2 separate regions of the Gasterosteus aculeatus genome follow, and region 1 is linked to region 2. Evidence: chromatin contacts called from public Hi-C data. All regions are on one chromosome and are shown on one strand. Each heading gives the region's core, a stretch centred on a gene start, on an enhancer-like site or on the middle of the called end of the contact. The rest is flanking DNA. Distances are from core to core; before and after follow the strand shown. Region 1 has its middle 33 kb from the start of cyld. Region 2 has its middle 28 kb from the start of LOC144385353.

What was found. Hi-C and Micro-C count contacts between places; a contact is called where the count stands out from the background.
Region 1: a Hi-C map of skeletal muscle shows a contact between it and region 2, with 5 times the contacts expected there. The contact joins two enhancer-like sites. A contact is called at or near these places in 4 of 6 Hi-C or Micro-C datasets (liver, skeletal muscle and whole body).

Annotation. Positions count from the first base shown.
Region 1 is chr12:19,443,286-19,447,795 of fGasAcu3.hap1.1, reverse strand. No RefSeq gene overlaps it. Among protein-coding and RNA genes, the nearest start is that of cyld, 33 kb to the left of the region's middle. Within about 2 kb of position 1,660, at least 2 of the 9 cell types and tissues checked have open chromatin away from gene starts, as enhancers often do.
Region 2 is chr12:19,284,193-19,288,669 of fGasAcu3.hap1.1, reverse strand. No RefSeq gene overlaps it. Among protein-coding and RNA genes, the nearest start is that of LOC144385353, 28 kb to the right of the region's middle. Within about 2 kb of position 2,844, at least 3 of the 9 cell types and tissues checked have open chromatin away from gene starts, as enhancers often do.

The DNA of each region.
Region 1 (4,510 bases), core at 411-2,910, 160 kb before region 2:
TCTGCGGGTTTTTATTTGCTATGCTGCCAGGGTGAAAAGCAGGAAAGTGAGCCCTTTGAATTCCAAACAGAGGGGGTTGAAGTTATGTCTAATTGAAAAACATGAAGACGCACAGCTGCTCAGTTTGAATGTCAATGGCCGCAAGAATGACAGACAGCCCAGCAGGCACCCAGGCCAAGACGGCCTGGCCAAGACTTACGAGACACATAAAGAAACACACACACAGACCCGAGTTAGCCTGGAGACACAGGACACAAAGCACAAAGAGGCTGGCAGCAATCGCACAAGGAAAAGAGGAGTAACAGACAAATAAAACCAAGAAGATGGGGGGGGGGGAGACGGCTAAAATGTTCCACAGTCAAAGGATGAAGATCCAGAACATAAAGATGTTTATCACACGGACATTAGGTTGGATGCATGTGAAGTACAATCACATCCTCCTGTACACACACACACACACACACGCACACACGCAAACTTCTAGTGTTTCTCCTGTGAAGAAAACAGGAATAAATCATCAGGCTTTAAGAGGTGCAGAGAACATATGATATGTAGTATGAAGAAACCGTGTTCAGGTATGACGGCGTCGCGCGTACGATATTGCGACAACATCGCCGGGGTGAAAAGATAGAAGTGAGACAAAAGCTGACACAAATGTGCGTCCTTGTCCATTTTAAAGATGGAAGTGGACTCACTGTAACGACGGGGGTGTGAGCGATAAACTACGTTTGTAACTGAGCAGTCAACCCAGGCCTCGTTCTCCAATCGGCCCCTTTCTGTTTTTCTTGTTCCTCCCTCGTTGTTCGGAAAGCGGGTAAAAGGAGTTGTCTCGTGCACCATAATATGGACATTTCTGATTCATTTTGGCTAAAGAAACACCCCGATGCGAATGAATCAACCTCTGGTGAAGCACTCAGGGTGGGGAGGAGCTCCTGAGATCACGATCCTTCTCTATAAAAGTACTTTTGCTCTCCACCAGCCCAAATGCTCAGACAAAATAATATTCCGTTTCGCACTTAATTTATGCTGGACACTGGATCCGCTTCATTACACAGGTGTTTCAGTGCAGAAGACAGACAGACAAAGTCATCAGATACTTTCGTTTCAGCTTCCACTCTCTGTTGTGTAGAAAATGACATATGGTAAGACTTCCTCGGCTGATTGCTTTTTCAGCGATACAGTACTTGGACAAAGTACCAGCGTGACACACTTCACAGTCGGCGGCCGACATCAAAGAGCAACCAGCAGTAAATAGCTCTCAAGGCCTCGGCGCGGGTACCATTCCAATGCGCTGTATTCCAAAAGCTTTTGTCACCGAGAACAAGACGAAACTGGTGTTAAGTATAAATCAGTGGTCCGCGGCCCGTGTTCACTGTCCGTAGACCCGTCTCCCACAGAAGTAATTGAGTGTGGAGGGCCGCCGACGCTGGAGGAGAGCGTGTTTCTGCTCCGCTGTGGCCAACGGCCACTTTGGGCCCGGGCCGGCGCTGGAACTAATGGAGCTTCCTCTCGGGCCGCTTTTCCCCTCAGATGGGCACAGCTGGGGGAGATCTGAAAACCCGGAGCCGGGGTTGGACCCCCGCTACCCCCCCACCTCTCCTCCCTCCCCATCCGCACCCAGCTGCTGTGCCACTACTGGGCCTGGGCACTCCTTGCAGAAGGGGAGGTGAATGTGGGAGTAGGCTAACCCGAGGTGGGTGGACCACCGGGATGAGTACCGTCACACCCGTATCGGCCCCAAGAAAAGGGAGGCTGCTTTGCGTTGGCTAAGGTTCCTCTGCGGAGGCCGAGAGACAGGCTTCACATTAATGACTCGGCCATCAAACAAGGGCAATGAAGCCGGCTGTTTGTGCCTGGACCAGGAGGGGGGGGGAGAGGGGGTCGGCCTTTTGATATGCCTGTGGACTCGCTCCACCTCCCAGACATTTTACACGGGCAAGGAGAGACTCATGAGGAGCGTTGCGACAGCAGGGCATCTTGATGTTTTTACCCCGCGCTCTCTGTGCCTCTGTACTGCCGGGTCCTTTACTCGTTTAACTGAACTCTACGGACCTCTAACAGCAGTCGTTGCAAACAACGAGAGGCAGCGAGGACTCCCCTCCCACATTGTGACGGATGGTGCGTGTGTGCGAGCAGGTTATAAAAAAAGTGTTCTTCCACACGGTGGAACTTGTGAAACATAGCGAGGGCTACACCCTCTGCAGCCACACAGCAGGATCCAATTAGGACTCTTATCTACTAATTATGTCCCTTACACATCTGCATTCCAGAATTTCAAGGGAAAAAAAAGAAAAAAGGCTGTTGTCCTCTCTGGAACAAGCTCTCAAATTAATGAGATTGCTCTGCAAATGAACCTCTTCATGGGTCCCTTGGCATGGAAAATACGCTAGGATAACTTTGTGTTAACAGAGCATCAATCATAGCTGATCAAACGATAAACAGTGTCGATGATGCCAGGCGTCAAAAGGGTCGCACCTTTATGTAAATGTTGCGTCCAGCTCAGAGCAGAGGCTTTCCCAGGCTTCTCCACTGTGGGGCGCTGTGCTCTGGATCTCAGACTGGGATCACAGCGCACATGAATTACACAAACAAATGTAGTGTATTTATATATATATATATATATATATATATATATATATATATATATATATATATATATATATATATATATATATGTGTGTTGTTTTTGTGGGCTAAGGATCAACTTATGAATATGCTCATGAGTGGAACGAGTTGTTGTTGGTTTTGACTAAACTAGAATACATTGTGTTGTTACCATAAAACATTTCAATTTGAAAGTGTAAGAAATTCAATAACTTTTTGGATCAATTTTGATACACTTTTGCAAATTGTTTTATATGTTTCACTTACTTGAAAAGATGGATCCACATTGATGCACAATGAAGCTGAAGGTACCACAAGGTTTACTAGCTAATGCATGTTTGTGTCTTATAACATGAATTAGGTCTTGGGTTAAACAAAGTCACAAGCTCGAGTGTAACCGAAAAAGAGTTCATCTAATTTCCATGAATTTGTATTCCATGAATGTAGATTAAATCAAAAAAGCTTTGTGTAACTTGACCTCTATGTGCAGATGCAGGTTAGCTTGCATTACGCACACGAGGTTACGTACGACTTTCAATATTTATTACCTTTACAGTAATATCACATTACTTGTATCCACATCTATTTAGTACAAAAGCTTCCATTTCTTGACTTTTTGAGCTTAACTTGCCGAGAGGGAGACAGTGTGGACATTAAGCACAGCTACGTGGAGTCCCACCTCGGAAAAACATTACGACAAGCAGATGGAACATGTTCATCCCTTTGCGCAAGATTTAACCCGTGGAGTCTACTTCAAACGCCGTGCAATTAAATTGTCGCCTTTTAAAGTGAGACGTCGCACCGGGTTAAAAAACAAAAAAAAGATTATTGAAGCGCAGCGCTTTTGTAGTAAACATACTAGTTATTGTAGAATATTAAGAAAAGTTTACATTCACGGCTCATATATTTATATGTTCCCTTCTATTTGCTCTTCTCGGAACCTGGCCATTAATAATAGTTAATAGATGTGATCCCTGACCTGGACTTTGTGTCACTGATAGTCAACCCGTTGTTCCCGTATGACTGAACAAGGAAGACAAGGGATCTAGAGGTGAATGGAGGAGGAAGAGGCTTTCTTGCACGACTGAGCTCACTTTATTAGCATTGATCCTCTTTTTTATGTATTTTGTCACAGCTAATGCAATCGATCAGAGCTGCCACTGGCCATGCCCCCTTTAAAACTTCAACAAATTATTTTTTGTGTGTGCCATTTAGTCTCGAAAGGGTCCAATGTCCTTTTAGAGCCATTAATCACCCTTGGAGATAGATTGTGCTCCTGTTACAAACACACCAGGTGGATGTTACCAGAAGGCTTTGATAGGCTACGTCTGCTTTTTCTGCATTTAAATAATGTAACATTTTGTTGACATGATATCCTGCATACGGCAATTTTGTATATTTTTATCACAATATAGAGATTGCAACTCATCCTATGAATCTTATGAAAGACACACAAACCATTACATATACAATCAGTACAAAAGGTCAGCAGGTTCATATTTCATTTGAAATATCAGGTTGCATTTTTGTAATATTATCTTGTCATTGGATGTTATTTCAGCAGCTCTCTGACCAATGTAGCAGCTAAGATAACATCTTTGCGGGAGACGGGTAAAAGTAAAGTAAGGAGTTGTGTTTTCAGATCCATGACTGGTTTTGGGGTCGGCTCTCCTCTCTTCCCCTACAGGCCGGGCATGTTGACAGTAAAGCAGATAGGGATCGAGCGCAGTTCACGTGTCCCCTCCATCTCAAACAGGATCCCCACCGAGGAGAATAGCAATTAGCATGCTAAAGGTAGCACTAATGCGAGAGCATCCAATCTGCTTATTACCGGCCTTGGTGAAAGGCGGATTGGCTCGGTGTTTACACAGGATGGTCGAGCATGTGGACTATTGGAAGACAAGTT
Region 2 (4,477 bases), core at 1,595-4,094:
CACAACGTCAACAGTGAAAAGCTGAATACAGTCGGTGAGTGTAACTAACTATTTAGGAGAGAGCAGCCGAAGCGACAGTTCGAGGCCAATTTAAAAGCACATTCTCGAAAATCCAACATGCAGACATGTGTTTTTCCTTTGCGGGAAACGAGCGCTATCTGAGGAAACTCACACATACATGAGGAGAGGATACGAACTCCACACAGACAGGGAGAACGCCTGCTCCTGATGAGCCATGTGTTGGCAGGGTTGGAATACTGCTGGGGCACGGAAAAGTATTTGTGTGCAGTACAAAGAAGTAAAAATAACCAATTGAGAGGAGAGACGAACCCACGGACTAATATTTCAAATTAAAATGTAATAGCGGTATTATTTGAATCCTAAAATATTATAAAATTAAAGGATTGGAATAAGAAAAAAAAACTCAATACTGGGTTCACCCCCCCCAGCTATTAAAGGTGGGAGCTGTATTTACGTAAAACGTGTTCAAGTCCTGTCCTCTGCTGTAGGAAATGGTGACAGCAACGACTGCCAGAGAGATTAAAACTACACTGACCAACACGCAGACAGAGCAACCGGTGCAGCAGGACCGAACCACTGGTAAAACACACAGAACTGGAAACCTCAGTTTCAGTCCACAGTTTATCTTTATACAGATTATTATACAGATTATTTGACTCAATTAGTGAGATCTCAGATCTTTGTGACAGAGATGATACTTTACACGACGTCAATGTCTAAGCCCGCTTACAGTTTAACAAACTGTTCCGCCAGCGATGGCACGAGCAAAACATGAATACCGCTACAAATGTACCGCTTGATGTTTGTTCCCTTTTGTTAATTAGCTGTGGTTTTAGTGTGATGATGTACTCCGGTGGTAATAATGTACCTGGTGGAGGGACTTTTAATTTCTAGAAATGTGACTCAACACTGTGCAGATGTAATTCACGGCAATGTCAAGAAGTGACATCTAGCGTCACCATCTTTCTTTTTGGAGGACGGAAAACAAAAACGAACAAAGTGGCACCGGTGAAGTGAGCTCATGTTTGGCGATAGAAAAACACAATGTGATTCTTCCCCTTCCGAGCAGTGCGGGGGCCCTAACACTACTGTCCGCCACTGTCCGGTCACGCCACAGACCAATCTAAGCGCTGAAATGGGAGAAGGAGATTGAGTATTGTCATGGCCCGCTGCGCCGGCCACGGCCTGACCGGTGGCAGAGGGACCACAGCTCATCTGCCTGCGCGGGAGACGGTCCGTAATCCTTCCTGGACGCTGCAGGAAGAGCGACAGCGCGGAGGCGGAAAAGCCTTTCTGAAGCACGTGTGAGGGCTTTGAGAACAGAAGACTTCTTCTCTGCCGTCGGGCCCATGTCTCTTGTTCTGTCCTCTCAGACAATTGGATTATAGCAGAACCCCTCTAATTCTGAACAGTTCCCTAAGATTTAATATGCCACAATTTGATATAGGACTTGATTTAGATGCAAACCTCATGACATGCGGCTTGTGACCTCCTGTTGAAAAGCTCATCAACTTGTTGTGAGCATATTAATGCTTTTAGACCTTACTAGCATGAAGATTTATCAAGCATTACAAAGCTTTATATGTTGCTTCTATTGAAAAATGAAACTCAAATATGTATCGTTGAGTAATAACTCGCAAATGATTACAATACAAAATAATCAGTTACTTACAGTTTGTTTTATTTTTTTGCATTAATATGATGATAATACATGGTGATAAAAACCTTGTTACATTTCGAATATGTTTTACAAATGATTCATAAATATGCCAAAATATTTTTTACAAACCAACAGGATTGCATTAACCAGGAATTGTATTCTCAAAGTGTTTACTTTCAAACAAAGATTCCTAATTAGAGACCGTGCATATGAGATCATATAATTTCCTGTATTTTACAGTTATTTTAACACCATTAATAAGTGTGAAAACAATGTGGTTAATTGTAAGAGAAATTAAGAGAATAATTAAGAACGTAGTCAAAGTTCATAAATCATTTCCAACCAATATAATCCTAATAGCTGCATAGTTAATATCTAATTCTGCAATAAATGGAGGTGTACTGCTACAAGTGGCTGAGGTTTATTTGCACTGGTGCACGCGGGGCCCAGGCAGGTGCACACAGCCCACCGTGGGGTATCAGGTATCCCCTTGGCCGAGGCCTCTCCCATTTGTCACGGTGAATGAGTGGTCTGCCTGACTGCACTTTCTCATTCCATTTCCTCCCGCGCTGCAGTGAGGCCCTACCACCCACTGTACGCTGTCATTTCTTTTAACCCCTTTTCCATTCACATGAAGTGTGGGCAATAATGCTTTCTCACATTCCTCCTTTCAATAGCTTACATGCTACGGTCCCCCACCTCCACGTCCCCACCTCCCCAAAACACACACACACACACACAACTCTCCTCTTGGTCAGCCTACACCTCCCCTAATGGTGTGAAAAACAAATTGTTATCCAGTTGGAGTTACAGGTGTTGAACAAAAAAAAACATTGGTTTGATAATAACCGCGACCAAAAGACAAGTTAAAAAAAAACGAGAGGATTCATTCAAATGATCATTTAAATACATTTAGCTATGACATCAACATTAACCAACAAAACAAGGCCCTGGCAGATGCTCATGAGATTAATTATTAACCTCTTTACAAGAAATGTAGCGCACTCCCTCCTCACCCGCTCCTCTCCTCTCCGTCCACTTATAAAGAAAGATGTTAGTGCTGCTCTTACTTACGTCCACAATGCCTCCCACCATCCATGCTAGCTGTGATATTTGGCTCAGTCATCCTACCCACCATGTTCCACAACAGTAAAAGCCCTGACGCTGAGCCCACCGGCACCCTCTCTGCAACTGTAAGAGGCAACTGGAATGGAAAAACATTGTCTGTTCCTACTCAGCGAGGGGGAAAAAAAGAGCTGGAGCACAAGTCGGGTAATTGCAGAACACCCCGAGCTCATCCTATAAAGAAACTTTGCTCCTTTCTTTTTTTTTTCTGCAAAAAGAAAACCAGGAAATCTCCACTTATTTCAACAAACATTCAGGAACTAAGCCAGACTTTTTTTTTTTTTTTTTTTTAAGGGTGCAGCGCATTTCCATGTGAGACCCTGACAGCATATGGAGATGCTCTGTAAAGAGATTGCAGCACCATCTGCTGGAAAAAGAAAAAGCCAAAGAATGCAAGAAAAAGTATGCAGGAGAAGTTGGAGGATTGACGGGTGAAGGGAGAATGTTTGGGGTCTAATAACCGCGTCGGCCCCTCTTTCATAGTCTGGTTTGGTGCTTTGGATAAAAACACCTACACAAGTGCATGCGGACGGCTGAGACAACGGAAAGTGCTGGATGTCAGCATCATAACTCAACTTCGAATCCCAAATTACTAACTTGGAGAGGTTAAAGTCCACGGAGGCCTTTTTCCTCACATCACATTCATAACTCCGACCACGAGACGTATAAACAACCTTACGCTCTTGCCCTCATTTCCTTCGGTGGATCCCGTGGACAACTAATAACGAGTTAATCAGCCTGATTGCACATTCATCACTGTGATCTGTGTTTCTTTTTTTCAGCCGACGAGGGGAAGCATGTTTTACTTGGGAAATGAAATATTTAGTGACCTCTCGCAGTTGACCTTAGACTGGAGACAGAGGCCCTACAGCTGAGTAAACAGAAGGGCTGCATAGTGGACAGGTAGCAACTAGTTGTTACCATGGATACAGAGTTAATAGTCAAGACATAAAATATGACTGTCTGTCTGAGCTCTTCTATTTTTAATTGTAATATAAATGCGCTTTTCGTTTTGCTACAAAATTGGACTAAATATGCAAATAACATAACTTTAAGCAGCAAGTATAACTACTTTTTATACAATTTTGAGAATTTGAGCTATTCTCATCAATGGTTTTCATTTAAGCCTCAACTGTAACCTCACTTCTTCCTTTTCAACGGACTTCGTGAGGTAATGCGCAGTTTGGGATTCTAGAAGTCAATGATGTGTCATTTATTCCTGATGATGTAAATAAATGCAGACATTTGTAACGCTAGAGTGCAAAGTCCCACAGCACTTAGATGCCGAGAACGATGAAGAGTTACTACTGAAGTCCTCCTCGGTAAACCCACATCACAAACACATGCACAGCAGCCAAAGAACTTTGAGAATTAAGATCTTTACTCGGGGTCTATTCAGCTAACTTCAAAGACAACAACATGACCAGAGGGCTCAGGAGACGTTGGGAAAATGAAGGGAATCAATATCTTTAAAGAGGAAAGTGAGGGAATTATGTACATGTGTAATTCAAAAGGTAGGGAGGCTTTTAGATGCATTTGTTTTTCCTGCAGTAACGTCCAACATGTAACTTGAAAAACCTTTCACATTTGTAGAGATCCAAGTTTGTTTTACTGATCATGCAAAGTTATCGTTTTTGAGGCCCACAGCTGTACACGTAACACTGCATAACA